Linked DNA regions of Mus musculus: regions 2, 3 and 4 are each linked to region 1. The links are chromatin contacts, called in public HiChIP or PLAC-seq and promoter capture Hi-C maps. All regions are on one chromosome and are shown on one strand. Each heading gives the region's core, a stretch centred on a gene start, on an enhancer-like site or on the middle of the called end of the contact. The rest is flanking DNA. Distances are from core to core; before and after follow the strand shown.

The links. Promoter capture Hi-C pulls out the DNA fragments that hold promoters and counts their contacts. HiChIP or PLAC-seq counts read pairs in DNA pulled down with a chosen protein or histone mark.
Region 2: an H3K4me3 HiChIP or PLAC-seq map of stem cell-derived neural progenitor cells shows a contact between it and region 1, with 4 times the contacts expected there. The contact joins the promoter of Sox17 here to the promoter of Rb1cc1 in region 1. A contact is called at or near these places in 1 of 39 promoter capture datasets (cranial neural crest), 1 of 484 Hi-C or Micro-C datasets (embryonic stem cells), 4 of 115 datasets of contacts at active chromatin or transcription factors (astrocytes, embryonic stem cells, large pre-B cells and 1 more) and 1 of 9 other capture datasets (embryonic stem cells).
Region 3: an H3K27ac HiChIP or PLAC-seq map of embryonic stem cells shows a contact between it and region 1, with 8 times the contacts expected there. The contact joins the enhancer-like site here to the promoter of Rb1cc1 in region 1. A contact is called at or near these places in 1 of 39 promoter capture datasets (hippocampal neurons), 1 of 484 Hi-C or Micro-C datasets (CD8 T cells), 5 of 115 datasets of contacts at active chromatin or transcription factors (embryonic stem cells, extraembryonic endoderm stem cells, large pre-B cells and 2 more) and 2 of 9 other capture datasets (adipose tissue and embryonic stem cells).
Region 4: a contact with region 1 is called in a promoter capture Hi-C map of the HPC-7 cell line. The contact joins the promoter of Atp6v1h here to the promoter of Rb1cc1 in region 1. A contact is called at or near these places in 12 of 39 promoter capture datasets (the 3T3-L1 cell line, the C10 cell line, the HPC-7 cell line and 8 more), 1 of 484 Hi-C or Micro-C datasets (CD4 T cells), 9 of 115 datasets of contacts at active chromatin or transcription factors (the NIH/3T3 cell line, cardiomyocytes, embryonic forebrain and 6 more) and 2 of 9 other capture datasets (adipose tissue and liver).

Annotation. Positions count from the first base shown.
Region 1 is chr1:6,211,589-6,216,642 of GRCm38.p6, reverse strand. Rb1cc1 (RB1-inducible coiled-coil 1) reads right to left here and starts at 1,981. Exons shown (of 24, transcript NM_009826.4): 1 at 1,686-1,981. It overlaps 4732440D04Rik (a long non-coding RNA gene), which reads left to right and starts at 31. Exons shown (of 2, transcript XR_001778783.2): 1 at 31-87; 2 at 1,243-5,054.
Region 2 is chr1:4,494,939-4,499,992 of GRCm38.p6, reverse strand. Sox17 (SRY (sex determining region Y)-box 17) reads left to right here and starts at 2,639. Exons shown (of 5, transcript NM_011441.5): 1 at 2,639-3,702; 2 at 4,051-4,857.
Region 3 is chr1:4,816,966-4,822,019 of GRCm38.p6, reverse strand. The region is part of intron 2 of Lypla1 (lysophospholipase 1); the gene reads right to left. Among named protein-coding and RNA genes, the nearest start is that of Lypla1, 12 kb to the right of the region's middle. Within about 2 kb of position 2,294, at least 12 of the 459 cell types and tissues checked have an H3K27ac peak or open chromatin away from gene starts, as enhancers often do. A contact at or near this core is called in embryonic stem cells, where this site is marked.
Region 4 is chr1:5,080,850-5,085,903 of GRCm38.p6, reverse strand. It overlaps Atp6v1h (ATPase, H+ transporting, lysosomal V1 subunit H), which reads right to left and starts at 2,818. Exons shown (of 14, transcript NM_133826.5): 1 at 2,626-2,818; 2 at 1,341-1,487. The coding sequence starts at 1,453.

The DNA.
Region 1 (5,054 bases), core at 732-3,231:
TAATGAATACTTACCACAGCTTACTCTGAGATGTGTCAAGTCTTGGCAAAAGGGGGCCAAGAGCTGAAGGTCAACCTCAACTACAATGTACACCTCTAAGCAAAGCTCTCTTAATCAGGTAGTCGTTGAAACATTTTCCTCTCAGGTCTAACAGTGGCTCAGGGATATTACACCTTACAGAGCATGCTGGAAACTGAGTTTTAGTCCTAGCAGTACACACTAACAAGGCAAGAAACAAAACAAATAAACAAAAACAACTGGGGGAGACACCAGTCCTTTCATCTTTTGTCCTTTGGCTTTTACAGATCTATGTGTAAAGTCAATCTGCTGTGCATTCAAACCCTGATGTTTGCCATAAAGAGTGCTGCCTGTTCCCTCCATCTCCCCCCACCCCAAGAGAACCCTCTTCTCTCCAGGCAGAGGGCTGCTTCATTGTCTTCCCTAACTCAAAATAAAACAAAATTTTTAAATTTTGCCTAAGTCCACTAACCAATTACATTAATAAGATTTATCAATGTAAATGCTACATTATGGGCCTGACACACCCATGGCATAACTATGTAAATACCATTTATTTTGTTTTTCTTTTTTCAAGACATGTTCTCGCTATGATTCCCAAGACCACCTTAACTTACTGAGTAACTCAAATAACTTAAAGCCATCTTTCTGTCTCAGCCTCCTGGAATGTTGAGATGAATATAGCAGCTACCTTCTAAGCCTTGGCTAACGTTTAAAACAGATATAAATGCTAAAAAACATAACAAAAACTTAATTGGAAAGCGATGATTTGCGTTGTATTTGGTAATAAGACTAAATAAAATATTTCACACATAACAAGTCCATTTATAGATCCCCTCCCCCAAAAAGAAAAACCACCTACTGAAATACAGTACCAACATTTGACTAGGAACACAGATTGGTTCATTTTTAGGCTGCTTCTAAACTGCTTGCTAGCTTTGCAAACCCTCAGATAAGTAAGTCTCACCAATTCTTTACAGAAAATGGTTAGCAAAATGTATAAATTTTAACGCTCATAATAGACTTGTCAACATCCGCACCCAACTGAATGTCTTGCAGGGACTCTATCAATAAGTGAGTCCACGAGTGTTCCGTGGCATCAGTCCTATGTACCAGTTCATGGAATGATCACATTTTAAAGACTCATGACGGAAGGGACAGGATTACGAAACCATAAACAGTCACCATAGCACATCCACCACTCTGTAGAGAAAGTACTGACAGCACGTTCGAAAGCTGTCATTTGTACCAAGTTTTGGTACTCCCATAAGCCCCCACCCCAAATCCATCTGCGGGGCGAGCGAGGCTGAGTCATTCCAAGGAGTAACTTTACACCGATGCTTGCACTCCGGGGTCGGGACAAAGGCATCACCTCTAGGTTCCTCCCGTCAGGGCACTCCGGCCCTGGCCCAAACCCTCTCCGGTTTCCCGAGCCCGACACTCCAGTGCACCGAGCCCTGGAGACGGAGGCCGCGATTCAGGCCTCGGGTGAGCACCGGCGTCCTGCCGCTCCCGCGATCCTGTCAGCGGCCAGCGGGCCTCAGGGTCCCCGTAGGACTGCCGCGGCGACCCTCCGAGCCGGCGCCGCCAGACGCTCCGGCGAACCCGTCAGGTGCTGAGCGGCCGGGCCAAGCCCGCCGCCAGATGGGAGCAGGGGCGGCACTTACCCGGCAGCGCCTCCTCCGCCCGCGGCAGCAACACAGCCGGCGGCCCTCCGCACCATCTTCTGCCGCCGCCCTGGCCTCGGCGGCGGCTATCAACCGCCCCTGCGGCGCCGCCAACCGACACAACCGTCGGCGCCCAGCCGCCGAGTACCCGGCGAGGCCCGGAAGGATGGGAGTCGGGCGCAGCCGCTGCTCCGGCCCCTCGGCTCCGCGCGGGGACCCGAGTCCGCCGGCCGAGGCACTGAGAGCTTGGCAGGGCTGGGTCGCGGCCGCCGTGGGGTTTGTTATTGTCGACTCGGCCTTTCCGCCGCAGAGCACGCCGGGAAACAGCCAGCCGGGGGAGGGGTGACTCAGGTGTCTGCGCAGATCCGGAAGTCGCTGGGCTGGCCGGACGGGCGCGGCTCGGTCGGCGAGCGTAGTCCCTGGCTGGCAACTTGTCTGTCCTTCCCTGACCCTGGAAGGTATTTCGGTGCTTGCCTTGGACGGCCCCAAGGTGAGCGTGACCTTCTGGCCGCGGCAGACCGACCTCGCCAAACCTGGGGCAGCCCCAACAGGGGAACCGGAGGCTGACGAGTGAGCACCAGCACAGATCTGGGGCCCTCATCTGCTGCCCCGAAATCAGCCGACTGTCACCTGGGCCACTCGTACCGGGACTGCCAGAATGGCAGGCTACTCGGAAAGTATGCCTGGCATCTTTGCAAGGGTGGGGCGGCCCAGAGTCAGACCAGGTAAGTAAAGAGCACGTCCAGAAGAGGAACCGAAGCAAAGTGGACTGTACTGTAAGCGGCACGACCGAACAATACTGAGGTCGATAATAGGTCAACAGCATCAAGATTAGAGAAGAGAATGTCAGCTTATGAGAACATTACATTTGTATTCGGGCTTAGGCAAGGACTTGAAACTACAAAACTTGAGTTTGATGAGAAGATGTTTGTTACAAGCAGGCTCATCAATTATGTGACGTAAACACGTATTAAATTACTATTCCCAGGAATATCTGATAGAGGTAAAAGTTTAGGAATGGTCTCTCTAAGCCAACAGTTAGCGGTTCCCGACAAAATGAGACATAAGGGGTATTAAACTGATTGAGATCTGCAGTTCTTTATTGTGATAGACACTGGAAAAACAGTAGTTGTGTTTTAAGAGTTGTTTAGAAAGGAGCTTGTTGCTTATCTCACTTTGTTTTTAACTTTGCACTTCTGCCATATCCCAGAAAAATCTTGTATGCACACTGTTATACATATTGAGTATTTTTTAAACTGGAATTTTAGTACATTACACCAGCAAATAAAGCAAAAATGGAAAAAGAACAAGCACTCAATTTTTGTGCACCAGGGGAAGTAGTGAATTGGCAAGACTAAAGAGAAGAAAAATTGTTAGTATATTAACAAATGTAAGCTATATTGCAGTCTAGCTAGAACAATGAAGATCAAAGCTGGCCGGGTGGTGCACATACCTTTAATCCCTTCTCTCAGAAGCTGAGGCCTGCTCTACAGAATGAGCTTCAGGGAGCCAAGGCTACACAGAAAAAGGAAAATCAGGGCCGGTGAGATGGCCCAGAGGGTAAGGAGATCTACTGACTACCAAAACTGACAACCTGAGTTTCATCCTAGGACTGACGTCGTGGGAGGAGAGAACCACTCCTTGAAGTTCACACACACTAAAAAGAGCACCAAAGAGCTGTGTTTCCTCACAGTTAATAAGTACCATTGAATAGCAGAAATGTACTCCAGTTTCAAGTGTTAAAGTACCACTTGTCATGTTGTATACGTGGCCCAAACTTCTCTGGGAAACTGTTAATACAAATGTCTGTTACTTTATACTCTGAAGTGAATGTTTAGAGTTTATATGCATCTCAAATTATTTAGTAAGACTAAAGTGAAAATATGTTATATGAATTTTGCTAAGCAACATAGATAAATGTTAATAATCATGCATATCCATAAGTTTTCTGTCACAAGCTATTTTTCCTCATCCTCTTGAGCATTCTATTCTCCATAATAAACAAAAACAAACTCCTGCAATACTATGTGAAGCTTCGGGGCTTTTCTCAATGAAACTTCAAACAGATTTACAAGGACCATAGAATGATCTTTCATGGGGAGTGCAGAAACATCATTTCAACTTACTAAAGCATGGGCCGTTCTGCCTTCCCCCTCCTTGTGTTATCTCTATCCTATTGCTTGTAAACTCCTATCCATTTACTGTATTCTTTTTCCCCACTTCTCAATTAGAATATACTGTGGGTGATGTGAAGGTTGGTTTCTGTATAAGACTACTTATTCTTGGCTTCCACTGAATTTTTAATTTAGTATCTGTCAATGTTTCAGTGAATTTTCAAGGAACAACTAAAAGTGCTTTTTACCAAGAACAGAACTGACTCCGTTCCTCCACATGTATGTGTGTACAATCAATTGAATCAAATGTAATTTTTAAAGTGAATTTTTTTTTTTTTTAGTTTTATAACTGGAGGAATTATGCAGTCTGAGTACTACAAATCATTTGAATTTTTAAGTCTCTTTTTCTCAGCTTAAACTTAAGCGTCTTCTAGTCTTTATCAGACATGTCTGTAATTCTGGATCTTTTAAGTGTTTAACATGCTGATTGTAAGCTCTTCTTTAAATATTAACCCCACCCCTGAATAATGATACGCATTCAGTACTAACATTTGTTAGCAGCACCTTACAACTTGCTCAAGCCCTCTTCTTCTGTCTGGCCTTGTATTAGCACTCATTATTTTTCTATCAAGAACCATCCAATTATGTCTCTTCCCTTCCTAAGGATTGTCACTGGTTTTGTTTTGTAGATGGATAAAACTTGAACATAGCACAACATATCTTGTCTGGATTGGGTTTAGGTACCAACTCATCTCACACTATACTTGATTAAATTCTCCTCTGATGAATCTTTAAATTGGATGGATTTTTAAAATTCATAGGACTCTGGAGAGAATGACACAAATTATGAGGCATTTATAGAATACAATAAATTCTGTAAATATTAAATGTTAATATTTAATATCATTAATAACACATTTTAATATTTAAAGCCAAGTAAGTTTCTATGAAAAATTCTTGCCCTCAGATGTCTCAAAGGCCATTCAAACAAAACTGCAAGGATAGTTGCATCTGAGGCAGTAATACTTTCTATTCTTTATTCTCCCAATCCTAGTATTGACCCACCATTGATTTTTATCACTATCTAATAGCTTGAAAAACCATTTGATTCTGTGACAGGAGCCAGATCTTGAGATCCATACTATATTTCGATTTCATACTTCTGGCAGTGCTTGTTATTGTTGATTTTTTAAATGTACTTTTTTATTGAAAATACGAAAGTATTCTTAGATTTGTGTCTCTTGGATTTTACATT
Region 2 (5,054 bases), core at 1,390-3,889, 1.7 Mb after region 1:
TTAAAAGATTCCATAACATTCCAAGGATGTACCACTAATGTATTGCTGAGGTAAAGTCCAGTCCTAAGCAGCCCCTTCCCCATGTCTGTGCTCACTGATGACGATATAGAAAGCCATATCCTTAATAGGAACTGCATAATTGTTTGTTGGTTAAATGAGCAGTCTTGTCTCTTGGGATGATTAGAAGCATCAAACAAATCACTCACTTGCTCCAGATAATAACTTTCTGTTTTATAACAAGATAATTGGAAACTTTCTTTCCTCTGGACCAATTAGAGAGGAGGGAATTTACCTAATTGTTACCTATTTATATGTCTTTAAAACCGGCTTGATAATGTATATTGAAGTTACCAGTCATTTAAGTATGTGATAGATGAGATTACAATAGTTCATCAAAGCTAACCATGTCTTTTATAGTCTGAGAGAACATGGCACACAATGAGAAAACTTCATTTTATTTATATTAGAATGTTAGCTCCATCTTTGAACTCTTCTCATGTAGCTCAGATGAATTAGAATTTGCCTGTATGAAACAGATATCAAAATAAATGAGATGTCATGTAAGGCTTAGGCTTCCTTCTTAAAAACCTAGATATTCTATTTTTTTTTTTTCTGAGACAGGGTTTTTCTGTGTAGCCCTGGCTGTTCTGAATTTCACTCTGTAGACCAGTCTAGTTCCAAACTCAGATGTGTCTGCTTCTGTGTCCCAAGTGCTGCGAGTGAGAGGATGTGACAGCACTGACCAGCAGAAACCCAGATAGTCTAAATGATACTTTCTCTTTTTCATTGCTGTACTTCTGGTATCAAAAGTATCATGACCCAGTTAATAAGAACATTTCATTCTTTTCCAAGGATCCTTAATCCATCACTACTGACTCCTTTATTTAATCCTTGTAAATTCCAATTTGTCTCTCATTATTTGTAAACATGGCACAGAAATAAATTCATAATAAGGCCTGTTATTGTTTCCTGCTAGAAAAATGATATGGTCTAAGAACCTTTGTTATGTGGCGTTAAGTCACTGAGTCGCTGCTCTTTTTTCACCAAAAGAGGACTGCGGGCATAGCGACTTCAGTAACTTCCAGGGCAGTTGTGAGGGTCAGATGAGGTAGGGAAACTGCATTGTAAACATTACCATGCTTATGAAGAAATTAATTTCAAAGATAACTTTCCAAATGCCCTAAAGACAGACATTTACTTTTGCATCATATAGCTACTTGTAAAATTATGTATGTGCATCTTCAGCCTGGCTTTCTTCGATAAAAGCATTAAGATAGCCGTGGGATTTAAACACCCAGTAATGTTGTGATTTCAGATGCAATTTGAATTATTGAAGGAGACGTGGAGAGAATATTACTCTCCAGAAGTCCTGTGACCCAGACATATGAGCCTTTAAGGTCTATGGAGATGGTCCTTACTGTTTCCACTTAGGAGTAAGAAGACCCAAGGATTAATCTGGACATTCTATTATTCGTAAGTATGTAGTCAAGGCTGGAAAGCCCTGTGATCCAGGATTGAAAGGTGTAGTGAACGGAAGACCCTGTGTTGCTATGAACTTGTTGGCATGTTCACCAAATGGGTAGAGTACAACATTCAAGTAACCCAGCTGAAACCCCGGAAGGCTTCCTAACTCTTCCCTCTTGTTTTTAAGCTTTGGAAGCTAAATTAGGTTCAGGTTAGAAATCTGTTATGCTTGAAGCGCATACAGGAGGTAATGAGTGCTGTCAGGAGTGGCAAGTCCTATTTAACTTTGATCATTTCCATGATCACAGAGCACATACCTTGCCCTAACCAACAATCTGGCGCCATGCAGTTAATCCTGATAGGGGATCTTGGGAGCAGAGTTTTCTGGATGGAAAGGCACCTATTGCCTCTGCTACAAAACCAAAGCAAACTCAACGAAACAACTCAATGTGCTTGACCCACTGTGTAGTCATCATCACTTTCACAGTCCAGGAACGGAGTATTACAGGATCATAGACTGAGCTGGATATTAATAAATCAGAGAAGAAGACTAAGGATGCCACACTGGGCATCCTGGGAAGCAGTCCTACCCAGTTTGCTCTCTGGAGAGAGTGCAAGTGCTCTGCTCACAGTGACAGGCCAGACTGCAAGGCGAGGATTGCCTTTCTCCAAGGAAGCCCGTCTTCCCTAGGGTGTGGTACTACTAGGCTACAGCAGCCATCACCTTTATAAAAACCCAAGCCATATTTGAATTGTCTTTAAATTTCAAGGAAGAGGACAAAGAAATGTGAGCAAGGCTTCATTCCTAGCTCTCAGACTACCGTCCCAAGAGAACCTGAGGTTCCATGGAGCAGGAATAAAGAGGAGTCCTTACTTCGTCTGGGGAACACAGATGGGGTATGGGTTCTAAGAAACATTCCCGACCGGTTACTGAGCTGGGAAGTGGAGCGGGAGCAGTTTACTTCCTGCTTCGCCGCGGAAAAACTCAGCTAGGGCCGAGCGGGAAGGAGGACGTGGTCTCCGAGTCGCCAGCTGCTAGGGTGGGGTTTCGGGGCACGATTAGACAGAGATTCGGACAGTTACGTGAGACCCCGCCCACCCAGGATGCACGCTCCCAACGGTGTGCGGAATGAGCCCCCGAAGTTAATCTTGGGGTCAGACGTTCTCAGCTCTCACGGGAGAGGCTAGCAAAGCGAAGATTGCAGGGTCTGGCCTGAATGTTCTGGGCCACCGTGGGGGCCGGTGATCACTGTCTTTCTTGCCACTCTTTCCTCTCAAGTTCCCGAATTTCCATCTCCACCTCCGACCCACTGGGGACTGACCAGGGACTGGAAAGAGCGCGAAAGGTATAAAGGGGAGAAGAGACTGCGCCTTTTGGTGCCCGGGTGAAAGGTGCCAATCGACCGCATCGCTCTGCGTGGCCCTACCTGGGAGGTGCGGAGCCCGGGGCACGACGCTCGGTGTTCTCAGAGGCAGACTCTGAGGCACGTATTTTAGACCGTCCAGTGGTACTATTGTCTCTGTTATCTTAGAGTCCGCCGGGGGCTGTCTCCGTGATGACAGCCCACGCTCCCTTTTCCGCCCTCATGAACTTGCTCTCCACAGACCACGGATCTGCTTGAGTGCCCACGGATCCTGTGCAATTGGACTTGAATGTCCTTTAACAGGCCTTGGCCATCAGAACACCAAAACCATAAAACCTTCGAGAAATCAACCACTCACTCTGAGGCTCGCTGTAGAAGAGTGGCTTAGACTCTCCCACTTCGGAGTCCCAGTTGATCACCAACCCGCTTGCTACAGGCCCCAAATGGTTACGGGCACAGCTTCTAGTTACATTAGACGCTTCCTTGCCCCAGCCTTTCGAGCCTCAGGTCTGCTTTGGGGATGTGGCTTAGGCAGTAGCCACCTAGAAATCCTGCACTGTTTGAGTGTGATACCGCTGCGGACTACAGCAGACAGGCGTGCCAGGCTTCTAGTCCAGATACCCACCCCCACCCCAGTAAATCTCTAGTGTTGAGGGAAGCAAGGCTTGCAGGAAGCCGCTCCGGATGTTTGCTTCTTTACTTGTGGCATTTGTGGCTGGCTTTGATAACGTCGTGAGCTCGGCTTCCAACACCCATTTAGTGAAGAAACTGAAATATGGCCCACTCACACTGCTGGCGGGTCTGAAGTGCGGTTGGCCCCAACACTCCTCCCAAAGTATCTATCAAGAGAATGGTCAGCAGAAGTTAGATCTAGGTAAGAGGACGGGAAGGGGGACTAGTCTTGGGAAAGCGCCACATTTCCTGGTAGATTTGTTAAGTAAAGTGCTATCTAGGGACTCCAGGGGAGGCTGTTTTAAGGAACGGGGAAGAGCCCAAAAGTGGTCGCTTGGACTCCTACTGTGTTTGTGCTTTCCCTCAGAAAGATCAGTTGTTAATCTTCAGGGATGCTTGTAAATAACGCTGCCTCCCCATCCCCGGGCTTTCTTTCTAACCACTTTCTCAGTTCCTTTTATGGAGCTCGAACAGAACTAGGTACCCAGGTAAAATGGTGTAAATACATTTTCTAGACCTACACCTGAATTATATTTCTGTTGTCTCTTAGTTTTTAGAGAAATCAACCAAGACAGGGAAGACAGAGAAAATGCATTCTGGACCCGCTACTGTTTTCAATCGTCATTTCAAACAAAACCCGTAGTTTATTTAAAAAAAAAAAAAACACGGAAAGAGAAAATTAGGCCCTGAGATCTTTGAAAAGATGCCCATTACTAGATACAAAAGAGAAGAGTCACTGTGGAGGTGAGGGACTGCGTCCCTGCTTCTGAGAGGCAGGAGAGCTACATGGGGAGACTGTCTCAAAACTAACAACAGAAGAGATAGAATTTTTTTTTTCTTAAAGAGCACCTGGCTAGAGAATCGATTTGTAAAATTGCTATTTCTACCCTTAGAGTTTCCTTGATTAAACATCTGAAATGCATTTTTTTTGTTTTACTTTCAAGCTAATGTTTTTCAGAAAAAAATAAAAAGCTTTGAGGAAAAGCACATTATCAGTTAGATTTAAGACCAATTGCTTTTAAATTACCAATTTAAAATATCATTTTTTTTATTTCTTAAAGCAGATTTAATTTTACCCCCTTTGTATGAATCTTACAGACCTGGAGTTTTAACTACTATCACTGATCTCTACACACAACCTCCAGCTTTAAATGGGAGGGAGGGTCACCACTGCTTTATAACATAACAAATTAGAGAAAAGCTGGCTTCTGTATGAGTTCTTTGGAGACAAAGTAGCTCCAGAAACTGCAGACCAGAAGCTATCAAAATCTCTGTGCTTTTTTGGAACCTCCAGTAAGCCAGATTTGGTCTCTGAAATAATACAGGAAAACCTCAGCATGTCACCTCATGGATACAAGTAAGTAATACTTTTCAATCAGCTATTCACAGTAAAGAAAGTCTGTTTTGGAAACTGACATGTTGAGTCCTTCCTTCCTTCCTTCCTTCCTTCCTTCCTTCCTTCCTTCCTTCCTTCCTCCCTCTCTCCCTCCCTCCCTTCCTTCCTTTCTTCCTTTCTTCCTCTCCTTCAAGACAGGGTTGCATGTAGCCCAGGCT
Region 3 (5,054 bases), core at 1,045-3,544, 1.4 Mb after region 1:
ATGGCTATAAAAAATAAACTAAAAATCAACAAAATTTAAAACTTGTGCTTCAAGGAGACTATGAAGAAAGTATAACAATCTAAAGAAGAATAAAGTGTGTGCAAGTCATATATTTAATAGTACCTGTGGTGGTTTGAATATGTTTGGCCCCCATCGATTCACTTGGTCTACAGGGAATAGCACTACTAGAGATATGGCCTTGTTGGAGGAAGTGTATCACTGTAGGCAGGCTGTGAGATTGCCTGTCCTTAAGCTCCACTGAGTGTGGAATCAAATTTCCTCCTGGTTGCCTTTAGATCAAGATGAAGATTCTCAGCTTCTCTAGCACCATGTCTGCCTGCAAACTGCCATGCTTCCAGCCAGGATGATAATGGACTACACTTCTGAAACTAAGCCAGCCCCAATTAAATGTTTTCCTTTCTAAAAATTGTGTTGGTTTTGGTGTTTCTTCACAGCAATGCAACCCTTAGAAGACAGTAGCCACTCATAATATATGCATAACACCTATAACAAACAAATTGACCACCCAATTTACAAATGGGCAGAGGACATTCTACAAAGAAAAACATCCAAATTGTCACTAAACATAAGAACTCATCATCATTAGTCATTAAAAAAAAATACAAATCAAAATCAACTTCAGGCCTGATAGTACACACAGTTATCATTCCAGGAGACTGAGGCAGTTGGAGATTGAGTTCAAGGGTAGCCTGTGCTGCCTGCCCAGTTAGACGCTGTCTCAAAACCCCCACATATGCAAACACACAGTGAGATTCCACTAGGATGGCTATAAAACTGTGGTTGCTATTTGTATGCTGAGGCAGGGTCTCACTTCGTAACTGGATAGCTTAGTATTCTGTAAGTAGCTCAACTTGGCCTCAAACTCATGGCCATCTGCCTTCCTCAGCTTTCTGAGTACTGTTTTACACAGGCATGTGTCACAATGCACACAGTAAGACACTTTCTACAGTGTTGATATATGCCTGCACTTCTAGATCACCAGACCAAACCAGAAATTATCAAGCAATCAAGGCAATCCTTGCCTCTGAGCAGTACACAGAGAGGCCTTTTAAGCCATGTGACCAAAAAAGCATTTAAAATACATAATGTAGGGATGGAGAGACAGTACTTGCTTGCTTTTACAGAAGTCTTGGTTTTGTTCCTAGTACTGACATGGTGGCTCAAAACTGTCCTTAACTTTAGTTCAAAAGAACTGGACACGCTCTTCTGTTCTCTACAGGCACTAGGTATGCACATATACTTTGATAAAACACTCATACACATAAAATAAATCTAAAACAAAATAAAATACAAAACCTTCTGGGTACTCTCAAGCACTCAGCTTAAGTCAGAGGTTACTGAGTTACAGCCAACCAGGGCTACAGGTTGTTTTAAAAACAAAAATCAAAAAAATAAACATTGTAATTAAATACATAAAACTTAAACCACACACACACACACACACCTGTAAAAGCCAACATCCCAGCCACATTAGAAATAGTTCATTCCTTGCTCACTGCCAATGCTGTTTCCATTTCTTTCTAAACTCATTAATGTATTCTGTTTTGGGATTTGTGCTAATGACCTCGGGGATAACTAAATAAGCCATAAAACCATGAGAAGATTTCAGCTAATTAGAGCTCTGGGAACGGACAGTCACCAAAAACCACATTTGTAAAACAATTGTCCACCAATTATTAAGAGTCCAAGTGGAACACAGGTTCAATTATCTTGCTCAGAGTATTACTGCAAGCCTGGCTGGTCACACACACGTGATGAGAAGGCCAGCAATCGGATGGCTAGGACAAGAGGATTGCTGACCTTAAGGTCTACCTCCACAGTGAATTAAAGTCATTTTAGAGAGCTAGCAGACAGTCTCGTAAGGGGAAAATCATCATATATAATAAAGCTTGTTAATGTGATTAACTAAAATGCTAGCCAGCCTCACCTCCCTGTAATCATATTTGATTGAGAAGTAGTGACTTAAATGTATGGCAACTAGAAAAATAAGATTCAGACCAAAAACATGTTAGGTTTACAATGCTTTTTAATATATAAAATCTTTTTTTCATATCAAATGGTCTATGGTGAAGGCTTTTATACTTCTTAAGGCTTTCTGTGGCTTGTATATTTATTTATATTCAATGATGAATAAAAAAAATGGAGTACTGAGACCAGGACTATAGCATGATTAGCAGGTTGCTTTTGTAGTCTGCATGACACCCTGTGAACTCCAGCACCACACAAAGCAGGCGGAATGGAGACGGAGGAAGAGTGGGAGGAAAGAATAACAAGTGTCAATGAGAACGAAGAGAAATCAGAACCATCTCACTGCTGAATGCAAACCTGGGTGTGTGGAGACAGTTCTGGTAATTAAAATGCTTGCCTTCAAGCCAGGTGTGGTGGCACACGCCTTTAATCCCAGCATTCAGGAGGCGGAGGCGGATTTGTGAATTCAAGGCCAGCTTGTGCTACAGAGTGAGTTCCAGGACAGCCAGGGCTACACAGAGAAACCCTGTCTGGAAAAACCAAAATTAAAAAACAAAACAAACAAACAAACAAACAAACAAAAAAAAAACACCTTGCCTTCTAAGCATGAAAACCCGAGTTAAATCCCCAGAATACACATTAAAAATAAAAAGAGTTGAGTATTCCAGTACACTCAAGGTAAAGAAAGGTAGGATCCGGGGTCTCACTATCTAGCCAATTTTAGCCTACTTGGTAAGCTCCAGGCAGGCCAATGAGAAACCCTGATTCAGAAAAACAAAGTTCGGTGGGTTCCAAGGAATGATGCAAGAGGTTGTACTCTGGTCTCCATGCACATATGTGTAATCCCTTCCCCCTAAAAAATGTAAAATGGCACAATCCCTGTGACAATACCTTGGGAGTTCTTCAAAGGGTAGAATACTGACTCATCACTTCTATCCCAGCCAACAACACAGAGAACTAAACACCTATGTCCATGCAAAAGCCTGTACATGCGTGTTCAGAGTAACACCATTCATAGAGGCCCAAAGGTAGAAATAACCCAAATAGTCATTAGTTCTAGAATTGCATAGCCATGCAATGGACTATTTGGTAATAAAAGAGTACAGTACTCAGGATTGCAAGGATGGTTCAGGGCATAACACACTTGTTCTGCAGTATGAAGACCTGAATTTGAATCCCAGCACCCATGTAGAAAGCACACAATGGCTGCACACGACTATAGTCCTAACCTTGGAAGATGGAGACAGATTCCAAGAGCTTACCACTCCGCCTAGGGAAGACTGTGAGCTTCTAGTACAGTGAGAGAACCTTTCTTAAGTCAGTAGGATGGAGTGCAATAGAGGAGGACACAGTGTCCTGTTCTGGTCCCACATGGGCATGAGTATCTTAACACTGGAGTGTATGCATGCCACCCACAAAGGCAAATGCAATATTTTTCTATGTCAAACACAAATGATCCTGAAAAACATGCCAAATGAAAGAAGCCCGACGCCAAAGACCATACGAGTGGGTTCTATTTATATGAAACATTCAGAATAATCAAATCCAAAGAAAATGAACGACTAAGAAATGCTTGAGAGAGGAGTGAAGAGACTGTCTTTTGTGGGATGCTGAAAATACTCTGCAACTAAGGAGATGATGATTTTTGCAACCTACTTTGCAAACAAACTAAAAATCACCTGTCTTAGTCGGGGTTTCTATTCCTGCACACACATCATGACCAAGAAGCAAGTTGGGGAGGAAAGGGTTTATTCAGCTTATACTTCCACACTGCTCTTCATCACCAAGGAAGTCAGGACTGGAACTCAAGCAGGTCAGGAAGCAGGAGCTGATGCAGAAGCCATGGAGGGATGCTCTTTACTGGCTTGCCTCCCCTGGCTTGCTCAGCCTGCTCTCTTATAGAACCAAGATTACCAGCCCAGAGATGGCACCACCCACAAGGGGCCTTTCCCCCTTGATCACTAATTGAGAAAATGCCTTACAGTTGGATCTCTTGGAGGCATTTACTCAACTGAAGCTCCTTTCTCTGTAATAACTCCAGCTGTGTCAAGTTGACACAAAACTAGCCAGTACAATTGACCCCTTGTCAACTAGTATGCCTCAACCCTTACATTCTTATTCATCCCCAAGATCTAAATAACTTTAAAAGTCCCACAGTCTTTACATATTCTTAAAATTTCAATCTCTTTAAAATATCTATCTCTTTTAAAACCCAAAGTCTTTTTACAATTAAAAGTCTCTGAACTGTGGGTTCCACTAAAATAGTTTCTACCTTCAAGAGGGAAAAATATCAGGGCACAGTCACAATCAAAAGCAAAAATTAAACTCCAACTGTCCAATGTCTGGGATCCAACTCACGATCTTCTGGGCTCCTCCAAAGACTTGGGTCACTTCTCCAGCCCTGTCCTTTGTAGCACACAGCTTGTCTTCTAGGCTCTAGCTGCCTGTACTCCACTGCTGCTGCTGTTCTTGGTGGTCATCTCATGGTACTGGCATCTCCAAAATGCTGCCGTCTTCCACTGTAACTTGGCTTTAACAATAGCCTCCCATAGGCTCTCTTCATGGTGCTAAGCTTCAAATCCTTTGCATGACCCCTTCATGGGGTCATGGGTCCCGGGTCATCAATTGCAACTGAAGCTGCACCTTCACCAATGGCCTTCTATGGCCTCTCACAGTGCTGACCCTCAGCTGCTCTGCGTGGCCCCTTCATGCCTTCAAAACCAGTACCACCTGGGTGACTCTTACACATTACCAAGTCCCACTGTAGCACGAGGTACAACCTTGGTTATCTCAGGAACACAGCCGCTGTGCTCTCAAAAAACACTTCCCAGAAGATGTCACCTCAATGATGCTGGTCTCTTCTTAATCACCGCTAATTTCTTAGCTCCAGCTAAGCAGCATCAATAGTCCCAGTAATGCAAAGGTTTCACCATAGTAGTTCTGGTATCTTGTTAATCACAGCTGATTCTTCAGCCCCAGCTAACCAGAACCACAGAATCTTCACAATGAGACTAGCAGTGGCCCTGAAAAAAGTCTTTAATTTTCCCTCTGAAATTTCACAAGCC
Region 4 (5,054 bases), core at 1,569-4,068, 1.1 Mb after region 1:
ACAGGCTTAACACTTCCACTACAACTTCTCCCTATGACTCGGCTAGTTCCCACAAACCTACCTTACACTGAATGTAGACAATCCATCAAGCAGTGAACTGGGTCATCTACTCCAGGCTAAGCAGCCTTAGCAGTGACTTTCAGGAGACTCAGCATTTTGGTTCTTGTAGTGGCACAGTGCATCCCACATTCACACTCACTGTACAAGTACTCTACAGCAAGGCTCCTCAAGGCTCCCCCATGAGAACAGACTGTTTTGAAAAGGCAATTCTACAATATGAACTGCCACCTATAACTGACTATTTCTTTCATGTGTTGTACAAGTTGACTCTTAGACTTCAAATACATTTTGGGTTTCTTAACTTAAGAATCATCTTGAAAAGCACCAAGTAAACAACCCCAACTCCTCCCAAGGGTCCCCAGGTACCCAGAATATCACAGCCATCCCCTGCTGCCCTGCTGTGAGCTTCAGCTCTTACCACTGCTTACCTCCAAACTATACATCACTTCCAGCACAATCTTCCCTTTATGACACATGGTCAAATAGCACTCATCCTTGAAAACTCAATTGAAGGATCTTCTGATGGTGGAATCAGCTACCCTTTTTTGTACACTCATAAGCCTATCTTCCTATCATCATAGCTAACAATAAAGGTCTGTTTTGATACTATGAGTTCCTTTTGAAATGCTATTCTATATAACCTTTGTATAGGCAAGACAAAAAATAAGCAACAGATTTCTTAACTGATTTTTCAATGTGCATATTCAAATCTGACCCTCAGTAACCCAGTTATAAATATGCCAAAATAAAGTCATATGAAATAAAATGATGAAATATTACTAAGAATAAATGCGGGCTGACGAAATGGTGGGGGGGTGGGGGGAGGGTGAATGCACCTGCCACTCAAGCCTGACAACCTCACTTTCATCCCCAGTGCCAGAGAACCAGTCCTCCCATAGGTTATTCTCTGATTTGCAAAGGCATGGCATGCAGAACACACATGGTGTATACAATCATCTGTTACTCCAGTTCCAGGGTATCTGAGACCCTCTTCTCAGCTCTGAGGGCACTCGCATTCAGGTGCCACACATACATACATGCAGGCAAAAACAGTCATACACACAGTATAAAATAAAATAACTGCTATGAACTGTTCTATTTTCCCAAGTGGTTCCTACCATATCTGTCACACTCCCTAAGACAGCTAGCTATGGAGAGAAGGAAATGTTAAAATTAATTTATTAGCATTTTTCCAGTATTTCTCTCATAGAAGCATGACCATGAAAAAGCCTGATGGAAAAGCACATGACATCCATGACTCACAACAAACCAGTACGCACTGAAGATAAGACTGCCAGTTCACTTTGTTGGCACGAACTTCAGCAGCCTTGGCCGCAATGATGTTAGTTGGGACAGCAGCATCCACAGCACCTCGAATGTCCATCTTGGTCATCTAAACTTTATGACTTTGAATGTTTCCCACAGACCTTCAAGATAAAAACAGGATAGCAGCCATTTAATTTTTTGAACTACAAGTATTAATATAACCATATTGATTTCACTTAGCTTGAATATTAAATATCCTAGGTCTGAAAAGCATTACCGTATTTCAAATTCTGTCTACCACCCCATAAAAGGCTTTCTATTGACTTGTTCTTTTTCCAGGGAAGAGTTTTTAATTCTTAGCCTCAATAAACACTGAGACGTTTAAAATGACCACTTAAGAGACTGACAGCAAAATCAGAACTAAACTGAATATTAAGCCAATCTCTTTGACCACCTTAGTGCAATCATACCCAGTGCTTAGAATACATTAAAAATAACCCAGAAGTCCACTACTTTAAATCTATTCAATCACGTTCTAATCTCTTCTACAAAAAATAAAATTAAAAAAGGGTCAATTATGGTATTTATGGGCATCTATTATGCTTCGATTTGCAAAGACACTATATTAATTCCTTTCTTTAAAATTACTGATTCAAAATAAAATACACTAAGAGGTGTGGTATACCAGGACCTTCTTTTCAAACAGAAATTGACAAACATTTCCAAAATCAATATTGAAAGAAATTTCTGAAACAACGTATGTCCAACCAACAATAGGAGTCTATTCTGACAAGAAAAATATACAATAATGTGCTACTAAAAAAAAAAAAAAAAATTCCCAGTCCTCAACGTAATAGATAAGTTACATCTCATTCTACTACGATGCAAAAACCATTCCCAAAACGTACGTTCTTACCTACGAGCAAAAGGAGGTTTAAAAATAAAATCATACCCAAATTCTATTCCGCGTTGCCGAAGTGCTTAGTCAGTGTGGAACTTAGATTTCTCTTTGTGGGAACTCGCTGCCTGAACAAGCAAGGTCGGCGCAGACTGCGGGTCCCAGGTAAAACCGGCTCCATCCGGGCAAGGCTGGCACCAAAGGCACAGCGCAGCCTTCCCGGGCGGCCCGACCCCCGCGGCTCTCCCGGCCCGGCCCGGCCCGGCCCAGGCCTGCCCACCCCCGCGCTCTCTGCTTCCCTCCGAGGGGAGGAAGGCCCTGCGGCTCCGCAGACCCTGGCGCGGCCGGCAGGGAAACCAGTCGGCTCTCCGGAGCCGGGGAGGGACCCCAGGCGGCCTCACCTGGATAGCCTCGGGGAGTGAGGGCCGCACGGGCGGGCAGGCGCCGGTCGAGCTCCGAGGTCTCAGTGGCCACGGGAGACCCAGAGCAGAACGAAGGCGACTCCGTGGGAGACGTTGCGAGCCTCACTCAGAGGAAGCCGGAACAGCTACGAAGTGACAGCAGCGTCTGGCACGTGAGCAGCCGCACGTGACCGCAGCTGAGGGCGGAAGCCGAGAGCGCCCAAAACTGCTGGACCGCGCACCAAATGGCCTTTCCCAGGCCACTTAACTTGGTCACTTCAAACTGGCAGAGCTCGCCACCCTGCAGGCCACTGGTGCCAAAAAGCCAAAAATCTTTGAAGAAGCTTGGTTTATGACCTTTGAGTGGTTTGGGTTTGTTTGAATTAAACATCTCAGCGGGCCAGGCATTCATACTCCGATTTTAAGCATAAGACTCAGACTGAGAAATGAATCATAGACCCATGGTATAAGTATATGTAGACCCACCAGTAATACATGTCTCAGAAAAAGTTATTCATTGTTTACCTAACTTCATTTTTCTCTAGGCTTATATGATGAACAGAGACAGTCTATGAATTTAGAGCTTTATTGTAGGAAGATAAAGAGAAAAAGAGAAGATAAAAGAAAGAGAGGGGCCGGCCATAGCCAAGTGGAGAGAGGGGGAAGGGAGAGAAGGAGGGCTAGAGAGGAGTAAGAAAGGTGAGAGCTTAAGAGAGAGAGGAGGTCCCAAGCAGCCCCTTTTATAGTTGGCTGGGCAATCTTTTAATTTTTAATATTTTTATTAGGTATTTTCCTCATTTACATTTCCAGTGCTATCCCAAAAGTCCCCCATACCCTCCCCCCCCCCACTCCCTTACCCACCCTCTCCCACTTTTTGGCCCTGGCGTTCCCCTGTACTGGGGCATATAAAGTTTGCCTTTATATGGGCCTCTCTTTGCAGTGATGGCCGACTAGGCCATCTTTTGATACATATGCAGCTAGAGTCAAGAGCTCCGGGATATTGGTTAGTTCATAATGTTGATCCACCTATAGGGTTGCAGATCCCTTTAGCTCCATTGTGTAGATGTACCACATTTTCTGTATCCATTCCTCTGTTGAGGGGCATCTGGGTTCTTTCCAGCTTCTGGCTATTATAAATAAGGCTGCTATGAACATGGTGGAGCATGTGTCCTTCTTACCAGTTGGGGCATCTTCTGGATATATGCCCAGGAGAGGTATTGCTGGATCCTCCGGTAGTACTATGTCCAATTTTCTGAGGAACCACCAGACTGATCTCCAGAGTGGTTGTACAAGCCTGCAATCCCACCAACAATGGAGGAGTGTTCCTCTTTCTCCACATCCACGACAGCATCTGCTGTCATCTGAATTTTTGATCTTAGCCATTCTGACTGGTGTGAGGTGGAATCTCAGGGTTGTTTTGATTTGCATTTCCCTGATGATTAAGGATGTTGAACATTTTTTCAGGTGCTTCTCTGCCATTCGGTATTCCTCAGGTGAGAATTCTTTGTTCAGCTCTGAGCCCCATTTTTTAATGGGGTTATTTGATTTTCTGAAGTCCACCTTCTTAAGTTCTTTATATATGTTGGATATTAGTCCCCTATCTGATTTAGGATAGGTAAAGATCCTTTCCCAATCTGTTGGTGGTCTCTTTGTCTTATTGACGGTGTCTTTTGCCTTGCAGAAACTTTGGAGTTTCATTAGGTCCCATTTGTCAATTCTCAATCTTACAGCACAAGCCATTGCTGTTCTGTTTTTCCCCTGTGCCCATATCTTCAAGGCTTTTCCCCACTTTCTCCTCTATAAGTTTCAGTCTCTCTGGTTTTATGTGAAGTTCTTTGATCCATTTAGATTTGACCTTAGTACAAGGAGATAAGTATGGATCTATTCGCATTCTTCTACATGATAACAACCAGTTGTGCCAGCACCAATTGTTGAAAATGCTGTCTTTCTTCCACTGGATGGTTTTAGCTCCCTTGTCGAAGATCAAGTGACCATAGGTATGTGGGTTCATTTCTGGGTCTTCAATTCTATTCCATTGGTCTACTTGTCTGTCTCTATACCAGTACCATGCAGTTTTTACCACAATTGCTCTGTAGTAAAGCTTTAGGTCAGGCATGGTGATTCCACCAGAGGTTCTTTTATCCTTGAGAAGAGTTTTTGCTATCCTAGGTTTTTTGATATTCCAGATGAATTTGCAAATTGCTCCTTCTAATTCGTTGAAGAATTGAGTTGGAATTTTGATGGGGATTGCATTGAATCTGTAGATTGCTTTTGGCAAGATAGCCATTTTTACAATGGTGATCCTGCCAATCCATGAGCATGGGAGATCTTTCCATCTTCTGAGATCTTCTTTAATTTCTTTCTTCAGAGACTTGAAGTTTTTATGATACAGATCTTTCACTTCCTTAGTTAGAGTCACTCCGAGATAT